Linked DNA regions of Mus musculus: all the other regions are linked to region 1. The links are chromatin contacts, called in public HiChIP or PLAC-seq and promoter capture Hi-C maps. All regions are on one chromosome and are shown on one strand. Each heading gives the region's core, a stretch centred on a gene start, on an enhancer-like site or on the middle of the called end of the contact. The rest is flanking DNA. Distances are from core to core; before and after follow the strand shown.

The links. Promoter capture Hi-C pulls out the DNA fragments that hold promoters and counts their contacts. HiChIP or PLAC-seq counts read pairs in DNA pulled down with a chosen protein or histone mark.
Region 2: a contact with region 1 is called in an HNF4G HiChIP or PLAC-seq map of pancreatic cancer cells. The contact joins two enhancer-like sites. A contact is called at or near these places in 3 of 39 promoter capture datasets (liver and pre-B cells) and 2 of 115 datasets of contacts at active chromatin or transcription factors (large pre-B cells and pancreatic cancer cells).
Region 3: a promoter capture Hi-C map of the HPC-7 cell line shows a contact between it and region 1. The contact joins two enhancer-like sites. A contact is called at or near these places in 3 of 39 promoter capture datasets (the C10 cell line, the HPC-7 cell line and cranial neural crest) and 1 of 115 datasets of contacts at active chromatin or transcription factors (pancreatic cancer cells).
Region 4: a contact with region 1 is called in a FOXA1 HiChIP or PLAC-seq map of pancreatic cancer cells. The contact joins two enhancer-like sites. A contact is called at or near these places in 2 of 115 datasets of contacts at active chromatin or transcription factors (embryonic stem cells and pancreatic cancer cells) and 2 of 9 other capture datasets (macrophages and pancreatic islet).

The regions. Positions count from the first base shown.
Region 1 is chr6:120,864,987-120,867,529 of GRCm38.p6, forward strand. It overlaps Bcl2l13 (BCL2-like 13 (apoptosis facilitator)), which reads left to right. Exons shown (of 7, transcript NM_153516.2): 4 at 582-738. Among named protein-coding and RNA genes, the nearest start is that of Bcl2l13, 30 kb to the left of the region's middle. Within about 2 kb of position 1,270, at least 67 of the 459 cell types and tissues checked have an H3K27ac peak or open chromatin away from gene starts, as enhancers often do. A contact at or near this core is called in the HPC-7 cell line and pancreatic cancer cells, where this site is marked.
Region 2 is chr6:120,469,568-120,472,110 of GRCm38.p6, forward strand. It overlaps Il17ra (interleukin 17 receptor A), which reads left to right. Exons shown (of 13, transcript NM_008359.2): 2 at 2,525-2,543. Among named protein-coding and RNA genes, the nearest start is that of Il17ra, 7.6 kb to the left of the region's middle. Within about 2 kb of position 1,269, at least 154 of the 459 cell types and tissues checked have an H3K27ac peak or open chromatin away from gene starts, as enhancers often do. A contact at or near this core is called in pancreatic cancer cells, where this site is marked.
Region 3 is chr6:121,224,997-121,227,539 of GRCm38.p6, forward strand. It overlaps Tuba8 (tubulin, alpha 8), which reads left to right. Exons shown (of 5, transcript NM_017379.2): 5 at 790-1,102. The coding sequence ends at 1,083. Among named protein-coding and RNA genes, the nearest start is that of Tuba8, 16 kb to the left of the region's middle. Within about 2 kb of position 1,280, at least 93 of the 459 cell types and tissues checked have an H3K27ac peak or open chromatin away from gene starts, as enhancers often do. A contact at or near this core is called in the HPC-7 cell line, where this site is marked.
Region 4 is chr6:121,121,551-121,124,093 of GRCm38.p6, forward strand. The region is part of intron 1 of Mical3 (microtubule associated monooxygenase, calponin and LIM domain containing 3); the gene reads right to left. Among named protein-coding and RNA genes, the nearest start is that of Mical3, 8.2 kb to the right of the region's middle. Within about 2 kb of position 1,276, at least 37 of the 459 cell types and tissues checked have an H3K27ac peak or open chromatin away from gene starts, as enhancers often do. A contact at or near this core is called in pancreatic cancer cells, where this site is marked.

The DNA.
Region 1 (2,543 bases), core at 20-2,519:
TTTAGCCAAGGTTGGTCATCCTGCCTCCACTTCCCTAGAATGCTACCTTGCCCAGCTTTTTGTTTGTTTGAGACAGGGTTTCTCTGACTGTCTTGGAACTCAATTTGTAGACAAGGCTGTCCTGGAATTCACAGAGATGCCTTTTCTTTCTAAGTGCTAGGATTTAAAAGTGTGTACCACCATGCTTGGCTGACGTTTTTATCTTTTATTTTATTTTATTTTATTTTATTTTATTTTATTTTATCGACACAGGTTCTTGCTGTATAGCCCAGCTGGCTTTGAGCTCACAGTGTAGCCCAGGCAGGCTTCCTGCTTGAGATCATCCAGATTGTAGGTGCTCACCATTACACCTGGAACCTTTAGTACTTTTTGTAGAACGTGCATATGGGTGTTTTGTCTGCATGCATGTCTGTGTGTACCTAGTGTCCATGGAGGCCCAGAAGAGGGCTTGGATCCCCTGGGACTGGGGACTGGGAATCCAACCCTGATCCTCTGGAAGAGCAGCACTGCTCTTAACCACTGGCAGTCTCCAGCCCTGGTACCTCTTACTGAGTTAGGTCTGTCTTCTCTCTTGTCTTCAGCCTTCACCAGCACAGGCTTTGACTGTCACACCTCGCCTGTGTTTAGCCCTGCTAACCCCGAGAGCTCCATAGAAGACTGCTTGGCCCATCTTGGAGAAAGAGTGTCACAAGACCTGAAGGAGCCTTTGCAGAAAGCATTGCAGACGATCCTCAGCCAGTGAGTTGCAGTTGCTGCCGAGTGGAGTGTGCTGCTTCTAAGGCGGCTCTGGGAGTCCAGCGGTCCTGGGTTGGCTGATGGCTGAGGCTTTGCTTAGGCAGTTCTTCACTTTTCCTTCCTCTGAGCTTAAAGCATCTGCTTTGTTTTGGATGCCGGATTTGCCTGGAAGCAGGGATTTAAATATCCCAAAAAGACCTGATGGTTTTTATTGACCTGGTGAGCTGCCAGGTTTCAACAGATGCATGTACTGTGCTATAAACACAAGCCATTGCCCGGTCCCAGTCGCTCTTTGCTTCTGTCCCATGTGGTGCTCATCTGTATCTAGATATGATGTCTAAGCGTTTGTGTACTGGAATGTGTAACTAGCTCATGCTGGTATTTTAGATTTCTGTATTCAGAATTGTAGCTGTATCACAGATACTGTTATCCTTTGGGCAAGTGAAAGTGCAAGCAAGCTAACATAGAACCTCTTCACCCATGGTACGTCTCAAAAGCCAACTTCCCTGATTTTTCAATGAGAATCTTTGAGGAATTAGTAATGACTCATCGGATTAGTATGAGTTGATAAAGATGAGTCACTTAGGGAGAAATTTATTCCTCACCAAAAAGGCTGAAATTCAGACGTCAAGTCACTGTTGTAGTAAGGACAGTCCTTACTCTCTCATGTAGCCAGAGTTGGCCGTGTTTTTTCAGGTAGCAATTGGGGTTTACTTCTGCATATTCTGGTAAAATGAGCAATGAGCAAATATAAAATTTATAATTATACTCAGTGAAATGAAGCCATAGTTGGATTTTCTATCTCAGACACAAGCTTTTAAAACTGTAGAAAGGACAGTCTGAGTGGCCAGGAAATAAGACGTACGCAGGAACTTTGGGGTCATAGTGTGGTTTCCTGAAGTGTTCAGCAGAGCTGCTGTTCCTGAGCCCCTGTGCCCTGAAGAGGAGAAGGCCGGATTCAGCAGGGCTCACTAAGATTCTCTTAGTTCATATATTGTATATATTGAGATTACAAGTTTACAAGTTCTATTTTTTTTTTTTGTCTTGTCTTTTTTGAGTCAGGGTCTCACCAAATTTACAGAGATTCGTGTACCTTTTCCTCCTAAATATCGACTAAAGGCATGTGCCACCACCATGCCTGGCCTTTAAGATGAGTTTTTATTTATCTGTATGCTGATGTCTAGAAGGTCGGAAGAAGGCACTGAGTTCCCTGGACTGAGTTACAGACCCCAGTGTGGGTACTTGGGGACCAAACGGGAGCAGGAAGTTCTCTTAATCTTAGCTGCTGAGTTCTCTCTCCAGCCCCGTCTGTGCAAATCATCTCATTCTTCATATGTCAGTTTCTTCATTTGTTAATTGTAATTTGGCTGCGATATTACCAACTCTCCAGTGAACAGAATGGTATGATTTCAGACAGGGTCTCTCACTATGGAGTCTTAGTGGCCTGGAACTCACAGAGATTCACCTCACCTCTGCCTTCCAAGTGATAGGGTTAAAGGTCTGTGCCACTGTGCCCTGAGTGTGTTTTACTTTTACACAAAGCTGATTTAGATGAATATTTACCTCTCCCAAACCCTGAATAGTGATTAATTATTTTCAAAGTTTGTTGCATAGCAAGTAAAATTTGTTCAGAAGTCTACTTTTGAAAAATTTAAACTCTGATACTAATGCCTTGGAAACAGTGCAATTATTGTACAGGTTGAAGGCAGTTTCTTAAAGTGGAAATGCCTCCTTCAAATGTTTTTGCTAAAGTGGGGAAATAATCTTGAATTCTTTATATGAAATACCTTTGATTTCTAAAGTTACCC
Region 2 (2,543 bases), core at 19-2,518, 400 kb before region 1:
TCGTTTTTATTAAGTAATGTAGGGATTCCTTTTTTAAAATTGTACTGGGATATTTAAAACAGCTCCCTAAGTCACACTCAAGCCTGCTCCCCAAAGGCAGGCACTTATAATGGACTTGTTTGTTTCTTTTGACACCTATGTTTTCGCAGTGTGCCTTTTTACTCACCCCGGGTAATAGAGGAAACATCACTTGCTCCAGATCTCTGCTTTCCCATTACATTTGTATCATGGTTTGATTTTCAGCTTCCTGTTGTTACAGCAAGGCAGCTGTTGTCTCTAGTGAGGCAAGAGATGCACTTTGATAAACATTTTTCTGGTAGTTACTCCCCTCTCCCCTTCACAGATGATCACACATCCAACTATTAACAAGCAAGACTGAAACTGTAGGGCTTGAAGTATCAAGCTATTTCTGTCAGTTGTAGCAAGCTAGTCAGCCAAGTGTTTCCAAACCCCTCCCACTTCCTCCTCTTGTCAGGATAGGTAGCATCTTGCCCTGGATTTTAAGTAGCTTCTGATGGGTAAGAAAGAGGGAGTCCCCCAAATGCAGTATAGCTGCTGTTGTTTCTGTAAGAGTCCCAGTCCCAGGAGCAGTTTCTGTCCTGTGTCCCAGTTCACAGGAGTGCTGGATGGGAAGAGAGGAGCAGGCTTGTAGGACTTAATCTCAGAACATGGTATGCTGTGTGTCTGTGGGAACGAGCAGAGACATCGAGATAGGTCTTGTTTTACACCTGCAAGGACCATTTGGCAGGCTGTGATGTTAGCCCAGGGCAGTGAAGGACAGTTAGTCACAAAGAACTGGGAGACGTACGTGAAGTCTGGACCCCAAGAGCATGTGAACTGGTGCCCCAAACAGGTAGGAAGGACACAGATGAAATAGTAGGCTCAGAATGGATCCTGGCATGATATCATCCTGTGGCCTATTTTATGAATGAACCCTGAGGCATCACATCGCCGAGTCCTGCACTCTGCTCCCTCTGGAGAGACAGCTGTCAATCAGTGTCCATCCTAGACACAGTGCGGTACTGTGCACCCGTCATCCAGGCCTTGCCTCTGCTGCACATCAGCTTCATGGGATGGTGTGGGCCAATCTGGGTAGTTCAGGCCTGGAAGTCACAGAACTTGAATTCCAGAGCTTCCTTGCTATCTTGCCAGCAGTGACAGTCACTCCTTAGAGTCCCAGATTCCAGCTCTAGAGGATGTCCCCTATCACTTGTGACAGAGATTGGCAGTGTTGCCAGTGAACTATGCATAATGAGTCAGGGTTTCATGACTAAGTCAGAGTTCTGTGGCATTTCCTAAACTGATGGCCAGTCTGAGAACACCAGCCCAGTGTTTACAGTGTTTGTGAAGCAGAAGTGAGAAGTGAAGGTCTGTTTCATCATCTCCCATATCCACTTCCTGCCCTGCGTCTTTACTCCTGTGGTTAGTTTAATTTCCAGCAATAGTGTGAAGTTGGTGTTAGAGTATTCTGATTTTTTAAAAAAGATTTATTTATTTTATGTATGTATGAGTACACTGTTAGCTGTACTGATGGTTGTGAGCTATCATGTGGTTGCTGGGAATTTGAATTCAGGACCTCTGCTCGCTCTGGTTGACCCCACTTGCTCTGGTCGGCTCTGCTCTCTCCGGCCTAAAGATTTATTTATTTTTATATCTATATCACTGTCTTCAGACACACCAGAAGAGGGTGTCAAATCTCATTACAGATGGTTGTGGGCCTCTATGTGGTTGCTGGGATTTGAGCTCAGGACCTTCAGAAGAGCAGTCAGTGCTCTTAACCACTGGGCCATCTTTCTAGCCCAACTACTCTGATTTTATGTTGAAGAAATTGAGGCTTTGAGTAAGGTGGTGATTCAACCAGGGCTCTGTGTGTGTGTGTGTGTGTGTGTGTGTGTGTGTGTGTGTGGCGCATATGTGTGGTGTTGTGGTGTGTGTGTGGTATATGGTGTGTGTGTGGGGGGGCAGAACAGTTATTTAAACTTTTCCTAACAAGTTTATAAATTTGATGCTTCACCTCTGAGGAAAATTAGAAACCTTGGAATTTTAAGACCTTCTTTTCCAGACACCCTCTCTGTTTTGTAGTTTGTTTTTGTTTTTATTATTATTTCTTTTTATTGTTTCAATTCCCAGCCCATAACAGTTATTCAGAAAGCCTCCAAGTCTAGCTTTGCTTGGCAGCTCATGCCTTTAGTTCCGGCAATCAGGGTAGTGGAGACAAGCTGTTCTCTGTGAATTCAAGGTCAGCCAAGTCTAGGATATTCTGTCCCCCAAAGATGCGCCCTCTCCCAAAGATAAAACGCCTCCAGTTCTGTTTGCTGTCTGCCCACCACTCACCTCCTCTGCTGGACAAAGAGGAACAAAAGTGCAGAAGACTTTTGACTACTTGGCAGCAGAGCAGCTCCCAAAAGTGAGCTGGGAGGGAGACAGGGACTGTGTGAACCGCTCTCAGGGGCCTGCCAGGCAGCGGGGCCACTGGGAGCCTGGCCCTTCTCATCGGTAATCAACACTTCCTTTCTTCCCACAGGGGCTGAGCTGCAGAGTCA
Region 3 (2,543 bases), core at 30-2,529, 360 kb after region 1:
CTAGCAGATCTCCCTCCCCATCCCCCAGTGTGCTAGCAGATCTCGGGAGGTTGACTTGCTTGCGTGTGACTGTGTGACCTTTGACTTCTGTGGCCGGTATTTCTGCTTTTTTTCTAAGAACATTGTTTACAAGAGACCGAGCCTGACAAGCAATAACACCATCCCCAAGGACCTCTGTAATTTACTGCTCTGGATTCTCCCTGTGACCTCTCACGCAGCCCTTCACCCCGGCAGAGAGACTTCCCTAAAATTATTGCAAAAAAGACCAAGAGGGGCATCAGATAAGCATCTAGAAAGCCATGAGCTTGGTGATAATAATGCAAGTTCTAGAAACTGATCTGCCTCTCACAGGGAAGGTATTTCCTGCTCCCTGCCCCTGAGAGAAACACACAAGAAGCCCCTTTTCATGGCACAGCTTCATTTGCTATGTCTGCCAACTTGATAATTTCCACTATCATTTCCTCTTTCTCCTAGCCTATCCTTTATTTCTCTTCAGCCTTTAGTTTCTAAGCCCTCATGATGCTCCCGTCTCAGATCCATGGCACTGACATGACAGGCTCACACCGCCATGGCCCTTCCTTTTCACCTTTATTCCCCTCTCCCCCTGCCCGAGCATACATCCCTTACATCTGCCCACCCTTGTTCATTCACCTGCTTCGTCCTGCAGCCCCCACTCCATGCCCATGCCCTGGTCTTGCCACCATAGCTTCTTACCAACAGATGTCCTGACGTTGTCTTTGGCGGACTCGTGTGTCATCCTGTGGCCTGTCTTCTTTCTCTGTTCCCCAGGTGGGCATCAACTACCAGCCACCTACTGTCGTGCCAGGAGGGGACCTGGCCAAAGTCCAGCGAGCCGTGTGCATGCTGAGCAACACCACAGCAATCGCAGAGGCCTGGGCCCGCCTTGACCATAAGTTTGACCTCATGTACGCCAAGCGGGCCTTTGTACATTGGTATGTTGGAGAGGGTATGGAAGAAGGAGAGTTTTCTGAGGCCAGGGAGGACCTGGCTGCTCTGGAGAAGGATTATGAAGAAGTGGGGACTGATTCGTTTGAAGAAGAGAATGAGGGGGAGGAATTTTAAATATACACTTGCCCCATGACTATGCCTCTTTCTTTGTGTTGGTTCCACTCACAGCATGCTGGGTTCCTAGTGCTGCGTTCAGACACCCAGCTGCAGATGCACATGGTCTCTCCTGTTTTCTCCTCTTAGGATGCTGGGCTCACTCTTCTGTGGGGAAAAGGAAACCACAGAAAGAGAAAGTGACAGGCAGGCCTCTCAGTCCCAGCCTACTTCCTGTCCTACATAGACGGGCCCCTGACTCCAGCACCCAGGCATTGTGACCAGACACAAGGACACTGAACATACAGGGAACTCCCTCTGGAATAGAATATTTCATTACTGAAGGATGAAAGTGAACAGGTCACGAACATGGGGTTAAGAAACTTAATTCTAGTTTAGACTGAGTTGCCCTAAGACAGAGCCTGCTGTTGGAAGAATAGGACCACACCAGCAAAAACCCAGTCTGGGAAGATGCTGCAGAGAGATGGGATGGACAGACGCTTGTGTGATGGATCCACAGCACAGCCCTGACCTCGTCTGGATCGATCACATTCGTTCATCAAGAGTTTGAGTATCTCTATCCCTTTCCCTCTCGGGTGTGTTCCAAGACCCTCACTAGATGACGACCACCAAGAGTCCTGTCCCTGTACCTATGTCTGTCTGTCTGTCTGTCTGTGTTTTTCTATACTTACACACATTATGAAGTATAATTTAGACACCAGCACAGTGAGACATTAGCAATCACCATCAACAGACTGTAAGAACTAAGACAAAATTCTGTAATAAAAGTTATGCGAAGACCTGGGGTGTACAGTTCTGTGGTGAGCAAGTGCTTAGCACCTGTGACTGGGTTCATTTTCTACCACTGTACTCAGAGGGACAGAGCAGCAGATGTGTCTGCTTCCTCCTGTTTCCTCATCGGTGGATGTCATAACTCACTCTTCTATGGGAAAAGGAAACCATAGAAAGAGAAAGTGAAATGGATGGTGTCTGAAGTCTACTCTCTGACCCAGGCACTGTTAGCATCTGTTCCAAGGGTCAGAGAGTTAGAAACATGACAATTTTCTGCTTCCTAAATACATTTAAAAAAAATAGTAAGGTCACTTTAGATGGTGTTTAGAGATGTCAGAAAGTAATGACAGTATCTCGAGTGTCACTGTGGAAGGATGGAGTCCAGGACACATGAATCCAAGGATACTGCGCATGGGGAACAGCAATATGAAAACAGAAGGGGACACGTGTGTATGTTCCGACTGCAGGAGAGGCATTTGCTAGGAGGGTGGGAAGTCAGGTAGGCGCTGGAGTTTATCTAGCCTCAGAGGAAAAACACCGTGGATGCTTAGATATCTCTTAAGTGCAGCATAAGCACTTGAAGGCTTGAGGAAGGCTTCCACGATACCTAATCTTTTATCTACACCTTCTTCCATGTCCTCAACAATCTCAAGATGGAGTTTTGGGTCATTCTGTATGGACACAAGGAT
Region 4 (2,543 bases), core at 26-2,525, 260 kb after region 1:
CCAGGCACCATAGAATCCATAGAATTTGCCTAAATTTTCTGAAAAGGGAACCCTGACTCTGAAAGCCCAAGGGCAGAGTCTGCAGGTGATCAATTCTGTCAGCTCAGGCAAGACCGCTCACCCCTGCTGACTCTGTGCCTGGCCCAAGGAAGGCCCCTTTTAAAAGGTGAGGTCAGGTCCAATGAAAGGACCAACGCACTTGTTACCAAGCTTGGGACCTGTGTTCAATCTCTGAGCCATACGGTGGAGGGAGAGAACTAATTCTTTAAAAAAAAAAACAAAACAAAACACAACGTATTTATCTTATGCATATGTGTACACTGTAGCTAGCTGTCTTAAGACACAACAGAAGAGGGCATCGGATCCCATTACAGATGGTTGTAAGCCACCATGTGGTTGCTGGGATTTGAACTCAGAGCCTTCAGAAGAGCAGTCAGTGCTCTTAACTGCAGAGCCATCTCTCCAGACCCAAGAACAAATTCTTACAAGTTGTCCTCTGACTTCTTATTGTGTATCATGGCTCAGAAGCATAAACAGACACAATAAATAAATAAATAAATAAATAAGAAAGCACCACAGGTTCGCTCCCTAGAATTGAGAAAACATGCAGCATAAAACAATAACAACAAATTTGTTTTTCAAGACAAGGTTTCTCTGCGTAGTGTTGGCTGTCCTGGAACTTGTAGACCAGGCTGAACTCATACTCACAAAGATTCTCCTGCCTCTGCCTTCCTGGTGCTGGAATTAGGCAGTGCAACACCAACACTTGGCTCTACAATTTAAAAACAATTTAAAACAACAACTCAAAAAAAAAAAAAACCAAAAAACACACAAACAAACAAACAAACAAAAAAACAAAAAAACCACTGTAGGCCAGGCATCTTTAATTCCAGCACTCAAGAGGCAGAGGCAGGTGGATCTCTGTGAGTTCAAGGCCAGCTCTGGCATACAAAGTGAGTTCCAGGACAGCCAGGGCTATACAGAGAAACCCTGTCTCAGAACAAACAAACAAACAAACAAACAAACAAACACAAAGCCAAAATCACAACAACAAAACAATCTGCCCCCCCTCCAACACTTGGGAGAAGAAAAGCAGGATTGAAAAGGGCTGAAGGTTTACTACAGAAGCTCAAGCGTCCACGAGGTTGGTTACCAACGGGTTCCATACAGCATTGCTTCACCCCCCAGGCCTCCTGGGGCAGTAGGGCAAGAGGTGGCCAGAACTTCCCTGCCAGGCTCCTCCTCTTGGATCACCCTGCCAGTTCACCCAGAATGCTGTGCAAACATCATCGTCCATGTGTGCTGACACATGACACATGGACCTAGGATTTCACAAGGCCATGCACCCGGGGCTCCTGGGCCGGGACACTTGCTGGCATTGGCTGGCTTCCTGCTGGACGTCTGTGGCTTTTGCCCACCCAGCATCCCCACACATGGGAATGGGATATGAAGGCTGCAAGGTGAGCATTTCACCCAAGGTCCTGTCATCCCATCTACCAGCTGGTGGCAGGGAGCCCGGCTCCACCCAGGAGCTCTGACCTTTCTTCCTGGAATTTGAGTGGGAAGCACAAAGCCACAGAAAGATGAGCAAGAGTTTTTCCAGCCAAGAACACCCTGCAGGGACAAGCTAGTTACCTTTCTGTTTAGATCCCCTTGGCTGGCTGCCTGGTTCCAGTCCTTCCTGACACCTGGGAACTACCTTTTCATGAAGCTAATTCATAGCCTCTCTCTCTCTCTCTCTCTCTCTCTCTCTCTCACTTTCCTTCCCCTTCCAAAAGTTAGCCCAAGAGCCTATTTCTGTTGTTTGCAATGCACCCCCAACAACTGCCACCCTCCTGCCTCTCCTTCACCTCACCCATGTCATTGCCACCTATTTGTCTACAAAGTACTAAAAATCATTGAGCCGTGGAACTCTGTAGAGACACTAGGGTATTTTCCCAAGGTCACACAACTAAGGAGATCATGGCCAGAATTTGAACTCACATTTTGGTATAAAGGCATGAGGGGAGTGATATGACGCACAGCCAAGATGAGTTCAAATGCTTGCCTTCCTGTAGGCTGCCACATGAAAATCCAAGTCATGTCACTGTCAGAACTGCATTGACTCTAAGTGAGAGAAACAGCTACAGCAATGCCACCTTTCTGTGTTCTCTAGGGCTGCCGGAAATGCTGCATATATAAGTGTCCGGCCTGGGGTATGCACTGGTTAGATTGGCTGCCCTAAAAGTGCAAATTACAGCCACCTAGTGAGTAAACACAGTAACTGAGGCCGGGTCTAGTCCAAAGATCTATGTAGATCTACTGCCTCTAAGTAGATCCAGATAGAATCTCAAAAATCTCTCTCTCTCTCTCTTTCTGCCCATCTCTATCACAACACACACAATATACACACATACATATACACACACATAGATACATACATACACTCACACATACATATACACATGCATACACACATATACACACAAACACAATACATACATACACACACATAAACACATATATACACATACACATATTCACACAAACACACATGCAAAAAT